Linked DNA regions of Acanthopagrus latus: region 1 is linked to region 2. A link is a contact called in public Hi-C data. All regions are on one chromosome and are shown on one strand. The core of a region is the stretch at or near the end of the contact, and the rest is flanking DNA. Distances in the headings are between cores, read along the strand shown.

Region 1 (3,602 bases), core at 361-2,860, 160 kb after region 2:
TGTATCATAAAACAGAGAAATAAAAAAACATTTTCTTAAAGCTAAACTTGTTTATTGGTGGAGTAGGTACTTTTGCTCATCAGTAACATCTATGTGCATCAACAGGTAAGATGACAGTATTTCCCCTCATTCATTCAGCAGAGAGACTTCCACTACTGAAGACTGTACATGAAAATATATTGAGATATTGTTTCAGTTTGACATTTGCAAAATAGTCAAGTCACAGTACAGTATGTACACAAATCATAAGTGCAAGGGTAAAGCCATGTTTAAAAAGTAAGGGAAATGATACACAGGAAAGATGATCACGGTTAAAACCATGATTTCTGGATCAGCCGACCCTACTGCTTTAACAGAGATGTAAGAGGAAACACTGTGACAGATGTTCAGATTCACCCAGATGCCTTTTAAGTTAAGACGCAACAAAATATCAATCACAGCGGTTTGTTTTCAACTAAATCAGTGCCCCCAGTTCACTTCATTTTAGCCACAAAATCCTCGCCCTTCTTGATGGAAGCCTTAAGCTCATCCATGGAATCAGCCACCAGCTTCTCCTCAAAGGCAGTCAGCTTGCCCAGCCCGAGGTTCTTCTCTATGCCGCCCTTCCCCAGGAGGATAGGTGTAGAGAAGTACTTGCACTCCGTCTCCTCGGACCTGACATAGGCACACTCCACCACACCTTCCTTTCCATTCATGGCGTCCAGGACGGAGAAGGTGAAGCGGGCCCCAGCGTAGGCCATGGAGAGGGTAGCCGAACCAGCTCCAGCCTTGGCCTTCACCACCTCTGTGCCAGCCTCCTGGATCCTGCCAGTCAGGGCGGACAGCTGGTCAGCAGGGAACTCCACCTTTGGTGTGCACTGGGAAATGAGGGGGATGATGGTCTTGCCTGCGTGACCTCCAATGACTGGGACACTAACACGGGCTGGGTCAAGGCCTTTCAGCTCTGCAACGAAGGCGTTTGCTCTGACAATGTCCAGAGTTGTGACACCAAACACTCTGTTGGGGTTGTACACTCCATGCTTCTTCATGACCTCTGATGTGATAGGGACGGTGGAGTTGACAGGGTTGGCAATGATGCAGATCATGGCCTCGGGGCAGTTGCGGGCGCAGGCATCGGCCAAGGTGGCTACAATGGTGGCGTTGGTGTTGAAAAGGTCATCACGAGTCATGCCTGGTTTCCTTGGCACGCCGGCGGGAATCACCACGACGTCGCAGCCCTTCAGAGCAGCATCCAGCTGGTCGGGACCCATATGGCCGGTTACATGGGCCCTTGTCTCGATGTGGCTGAGGTCCGCAGCCACTCCGGGGGTGTGAGCGATATCGTACAGGGAGAGTTGACTCACCAGGGGGCTGTTCTTCAGGAGCAGAGACAGCGGCTGGCCTATGCCGCCTGACGCTCCTAGCACGGCCACCTTGGCGTTGTTCTGCGTCGAGGTGGACAGGCTCCGGGCGAGGCTGACGGTAGGTCTGACGGCGCGGGAGAACATTTTGTTTCTGTGACTTCTTTTATTACTTAAATGAAAACAGAAGTACCTGAAGAGCCCCTCTCCTCTGTGACACCAACGTCCTCTAGCCACGAGCGAACAGGAAGACCGCTAACTGACATGCGTCGAGGATATGGGGGTAGTCGTGCGATGTTGCGTCAAATTGCGTCAGCGCGTACTGTTACGTCGTCGTCTTTATTTCAGCCTCTTTTTGGGGAGGAAAACAAAGCCAGTTAACAGTGGAAGTCGGTAAATTAGCATTGGTAATCAGCGTCGTTATACGAGTTACAACTATACACCTGACCAACACAGCAAAGTACAACGGTACGGTAGGTACGCAGACGTTGCCTTGTCTCCGTCGCGAGAAAATGCTCCTCCTAGCTGTTTATGTCGCCATGCTAAAATAAGCTAACGCCGTCAGATGATCTCCGTCTATTTGCTGGAGTCACCGAGCTGCCATCAGCCTAGCCAGTGTTAGCTACAACAGGTCTCATTGTTATGGTCGCTTTGCCAGTCGAGAAATCCCTTTGTAACGTTACTGTTTGACTTCTGACTGTACGGGTAGCGGAAACATCAATGCTGCTTTCTTTTTTTCAGCTGCTTTGCTATGTGTCTGACGTCAGCTAAACTAGTTTGCTTATAGACTGTCACCAGTGAATGTGAATATCAGATCGTTAGCTGTTGATTTGAGTCGAGTAACGTTAGCTGTGTTCACCACAGCCCTGTCATAAGGCCAGCTGGGTGAACGCGAACTTGCAACTGTGCGCTGACACAGTTCACTACTTGTAGTCAGACAGTTAACAGAGCTGCCCTTTGTTTCACAGACTTACGTAAACCCTTAAGGTTTCGTTTCAGTCATAGTTACCGTTAAGTGAATTAACGCTAACTCGTGGCTAATCCGTTTTAACATCATTGTTTACATGCAACCCGTTCGTTACATAAAGTAAGGCTGTCAAATAATGGATATTTAAGGAATATGTTGATAATGTGTGTCAAAATCATACGTAATTTCAGGACAGTATGAAAACAAATGCATTCTCACCTACATTCTCTTTTCTTTTTGGCAGTTTGAAGGTCCATCAGCTCTCCTCATGATACATCAGCATTAAGGGTATTTCCAGTAAGTATTATATATCATGTGTGTCAGCCTTGTTCCAGGTAGCAGGTGGCATAAAGATTAATGTATCATTTGATATTTATAATTGTTAGTTTGGCTTCTAGGAATTGCAATTGAGTGCTAAATATGATCATGACACCAGCAGCAAATGAAGTGTTTTGTTTTTTTTTTTTATTGCAAATGATATACCTTACCAGTCAAAATAATTCCTATCTTGAATGCTAATTTCTCCTTTTTCAAAATGAATTTTTAAAAAAAGAATCCTAACACACTATAATCTGTATTATGATTGTCCCCTTTCCTCAGTACTTCCTAAGGATGGCTAGCTGTGGGGAGGTAGACCACTCTGTTAGCTCTCTTCCATCCAGTAAGAAAGGCAGCAACAGTGGTGGTGGAAGTGGGAACAGTGCAGAATCATCATGCTCTGGCTCCAGCAACTCATCCCCAGCCCTGTCTGTACCGGAGTGTGCCATCTGTCTGCAGAGCTGCGTCCACCCAGTCCAACTGCCATGCCATCACGTCTTTTGTTTCCTGTGTGTGAAGGGAGCCTCCTGGCAGAGCAAGCGCTGTGCTCTTTGCAGACAGGAAGTGCCAGATGACTTCCTGGAAAGGCCCACGCTCCTCTCTCCAGAGGAGCTGAAGGCGTCGGCGGGAGGTCGGGCCGGAGCAACAAGTGACCACGCCTGGTATTATGAGGGCCGTAATGGTTGGTGGCAATATGACGAGCGAACCAGCCGCGAGCTGGAGGACGCTTTTTCCAAGGGCAAGAAAACAGCCGAAATGCTGATAGCTGGTTTTTTGTATGTAGCCGACTTGGAGAACATGGTGCAGTACAGGCGCAACGAGCACGGTCGTAGACGCAAGATGAAAAGAGACATTTTGGATATCCCGAAGAAGGGAGTGGCAGGACTGCGTTTGGACACTGAGGGGGTTACTGGGGCCATTGGGGCAGCAGGTCGAGAAAACTCTGCCGATGGGGCTGACACCACAGTAGCAGGAGT
Region 2 (3,488 bases), core at 584-3,083:
AATATAATTTACATCTGTTGCATCTCTGTTGCTAAATTTCAAATAATCGCCAATATTTCTATCGTTTTTGTATAATCCTGTCATGAATTGATTCCCTTTGACATGATTGTTGATGGATGCACCTTCTCTTAAGTTACAGATGCTATCAAATGCTTTGATGACATGAGCTGCTAACTGGTGTTTCACCTGGTACTACACAAATCCATGACTGTGTTTATATTTGTGATTAACTTGTGTTAGTCCATTACTTTGTGAGTTTTTACAATTTTTTTTTATACCCCAGCGTGTAGCTGCACTTTGGACAGCAGACTTGTTACCCTGTGAGTCAGCTAGATGTGCAGGATCACAAACCATCCAGCGAAGGCTTTAAGTTGTTAAAGCAGGAGAAAAAAAATAGCTCTCTGTCAAGAACAGTTCTGTAACTAAAGCACATTCAATCAGGTCCTCCTGGTGTCTGAACGCTACAGTCAGTGCTGACATGAAGTAGCAGTAGTATCTATATTTATAGTATATTTGCCACTGCATATAACATGAATCAAGGCATAAATGCTAATCCAAGTTTCTGATCACTGCAACAGAGTGATAACTACACGGTCATCCTGCCCCTGCCACAGCATCTCCCCCTCAAAGTCAACCAGCTTCTGCTTCCTCGCTCGCAGAAGGATTCCCACCAGTTTATTAGAGATGGTCACATAATGCTCAAACAGTTTCCCAAATTCCACAGTGGTCACTTTGCCGTCGCAGTCGCCTCCATCCCCGTCTTTGTCTCTCGGCTCTCCGATGTTCCTTATCACCTCACACAGCTCCTCAACCTCTCTGCTGATGTGTGTGTGAGCATCCTTCCCCCGCTGCTCCGTCATGGAGCCCTGCAGGGGCCTTCCATAGTCGTCCTGGCCCCTCTGAGGGACCACCACACTGGGCCTGGTGTCGTGACTGAAGGGGTTGTGCTTCTGGTACTCCTGGTGCTCACTGGACCACTTCTGCCAGTTCTCTTTTAAGCCTTTCACCGAAGCAATGCACACTGCAGTGTCATCACTAAACTGAGCGGGAGCTGGGATGTCATTTTCAGTTTCCATGGCCGTGGTGACCTGGCTGTTGGTCCCCATCACTGGCTCCACTGAGAGGAGCAATGAATAGCTTTAATCTGGTCATTTGAAAAGAGAAAATAATACACAAAATCAGTTCATAATCAAATCTAGAAGAAGTGAACATGTTGATTTGCATTTAATCTGTACAACCTGTCAGAGATTTGGATATAACAATCATCAAACATGATCAAACTTACGTGTCACACACTGACTCGATCCTCTCTCCACCTGCAGCAACGAGTCATTATAGCCAAAGTGCAAGTAAATCCTGTGGTGACACTGTTACTAGTTGAATTTAACAACACTGCAGCACTGCTGACAGCAGCAGGAGTGCGGATGCCTTTCTGTCCCAAGCCCAAACCAGTCTGATGGACATCTGCCTCGGCCAGTGACCTGTTAGAGAAGATCCAGGCAGCCAATCAGTGACCAGAAAGGGTGACAAGGTGCCTGTGAAGAAAAGCAGATTACAGCCTGGAGAAGTTGATCCGAACACGCAAATACAGAGCAATGAGTTATTGAGAACAGAAAGCTGCCTGTCCGCATGTTACTGTTGGGCAAAACAAACACTAAAGCTACTTAAATTGGACAAAGTCAATCAAAAAGTCACAAAACTGGTTGCCCGCCTGTTTTTATGTACAGTTTTAAAATATTTGATATCATACTGGAAGAGAAGGACTCATTCTTTTCCATGTATGGTTATTTGGTCACCAGGCGGTACTTTGAGTCAGCCCCTGGTTTCGACCCGGACCTGTTTTGAATCCGCAACAAAAATGGCGACCACCAACAGTCGATCATGCCTCCAGTACCTACTGCACCTCGCGCATGATAATTTGGACTTCAGGTTACCGGTAACCTCATTAAATTGCTCACAGTTTACACTCAGTTCTCATTGTGAATGTCTACGTGTTTTCTTGGAAACTTCGGGATTTGACAGACAACAGCTCCTCCTAGCTTGATGTGCTACATTAGCTACATGCTAATTCAAACTGTAAAAAAAAAAAAACTAAAAAAAAAACAAACAAAAAAACCAAACATCTGTTACTGCAGCAGTGGGACTGGATTTAGGCGTTGGTATCACGTGAGAAGTTGTTATTTTTAATCACATGATAGTGACACGTTCACACATTTCTCCACTTGATCTCTGAACTCTTATCGACATGTTGATAAACTGGTAATTAACACCTGATCACATGATTTATAGCATAATCCTGCTCATCTGTAATAAATATAACCATATATGACCAGTATGCATGTGAGCACACCTGGACAGATGGATATTGTAGACTTAGTGTGCAGTGTACACGTGTACATGGGCAGAGTTGTCTTAACAAAAATAATAATGATAATCCACTTGATCCTTATAGAGGCATTTCAATGATGTTTAAACTTGGGAATCAGGTTGGGAATCTTTCCTAGGAGTACTGCTCAGCCTGTATAAAACAGCTGCGTGGTTTCTAAAGTCTGTAAACATGTTTTTCCAATATTTTACTCTTGTGTCAGCCTGCCAAACAAATTGGGATTGGTGATTGAAAGATGTGGACACTCAGCAAGGAGGCTCTTACTAAAACATGCCATTACATAATGTAAATTGTATGACCTAGTATTTTGAAAGGTTGACCAGACAATACAATACAGTACATTTTTTTTAAGCTTCTGCTGCAACATGTTTGACCATACTGTCTTCAGTTTGTCTTTCTATAAACTAAAACCTTGAGTTATTCAAATAATGTAGTGATTGAAAAATATGATATTTGCCTCCTACCAGAAACTGGAAATAGTCTTGTTAAGAACACATACCTAAAAATTGTACTTAACCACAGTACTTGAGTAAATGTACTTAGTTATACTCCATCACTACTCTTAAGTCCTGCAACTTGTTCAAAGTGCAGTAGTAAATTGCTCTTATGGTCCCCTTTTAATCTATTTGTAGGTGTTTGGTTTTCCCAGTAGACTTTAATTCATACATCTGTGTTCATGATTTATGTGCTCACTCTTGCAGGAGATTAAAGCCTTGCTGGCTCTCAGAGGAAAACAGTTCCAGCCTATTGAAAACTTCAAGGAAAAGGTTCGCAAGACAAATGTAACTGCTTAAATTCTCATCCATTTTTTGATGGTTTGAAAGCTGCCACATCAAGAGGTTTCTGTTGTCTTCACCACAGTTCCCCACAGTCACTCCTCTTCTTGCCCCTTCTCTCTAGTCTCCTTTCTGGTGTCTAGGTGGTTTGTCTGAGGAGGATGTCCGCGGCATCATGGCCAGATCTGTTTGTGCAAAGTAAGTGTTATAGCTTTCATCCATCTTATTCCGTGACCTTGTTCTGTAACTCATGTTGCTTCATCCTTTCAGGTCTGCTTTTGAGCTGTGGGGCCACGGACACACCCACAGTGAACTCAGAACATCCC

What was found. Hi-C and Micro-C count contacts between places; a contact is called where the count stands out from the background.
Region 1: a contact with region 2 is called in a Hi-C map of muscle, with 6 times the contacts expected there. The contact joins the promoter of mdh2 here to the promoter of si:dkey-29b11.3 in region 2. A contact is called at or near these places in 2 of 4 Hi-C or Micro-C datasets (liver and muscle).

Annotation. Positions count from the first base shown.
Region 1 is chr17:10,562,664-10,566,265 of fAcaLat1.1, forward strand. It overlaps mdh2 (malate dehydrogenase, mitochondrial), which reads right to left and starts at 1,611. Exons shown (of 1, transcript XM_037073642.1): 1 at 36-1,611. The coding sequence starts at 1,487. The coding sequence ends at 474. It overlaps LOC119005750 (E3 ubiquitin-protein ligase rnf146-like), which reads left to right and starts at 1,669. Exons shown (of 3, transcript XM_037073640.1): 1 at 1,669-1,808; 2 at 2,552-2,604; 3 at 2,908-3,602. The coding sequence starts at 2,920.
Region 2 is chr17:10,404,682-10,408,169 of fAcaLat1.1, forward strand. si:dkey-29b11.3 (actin-binding Rho-activating protein-like) reads right to left here and starts at 1,834. Exons shown (of 3, transcript XM_037075130.1): 1 at 1,751-1,834; 2 at 1,286-1,535; 3 at 1-1,144. The coding sequence starts at 1,106. The coding sequence ends at 567. trmt11 (tRNA (guanine(10)-N2)-methyltransferase homolog) reads left to right here and starts at 1,753. Exons shown (of 13, transcript XM_037075129.1): 1 at 1,753-1,936; 2 at 3,088-3,153; 3 at 3,287-3,360; 4 at 3,433-3,488. The coding sequence starts at 1,781.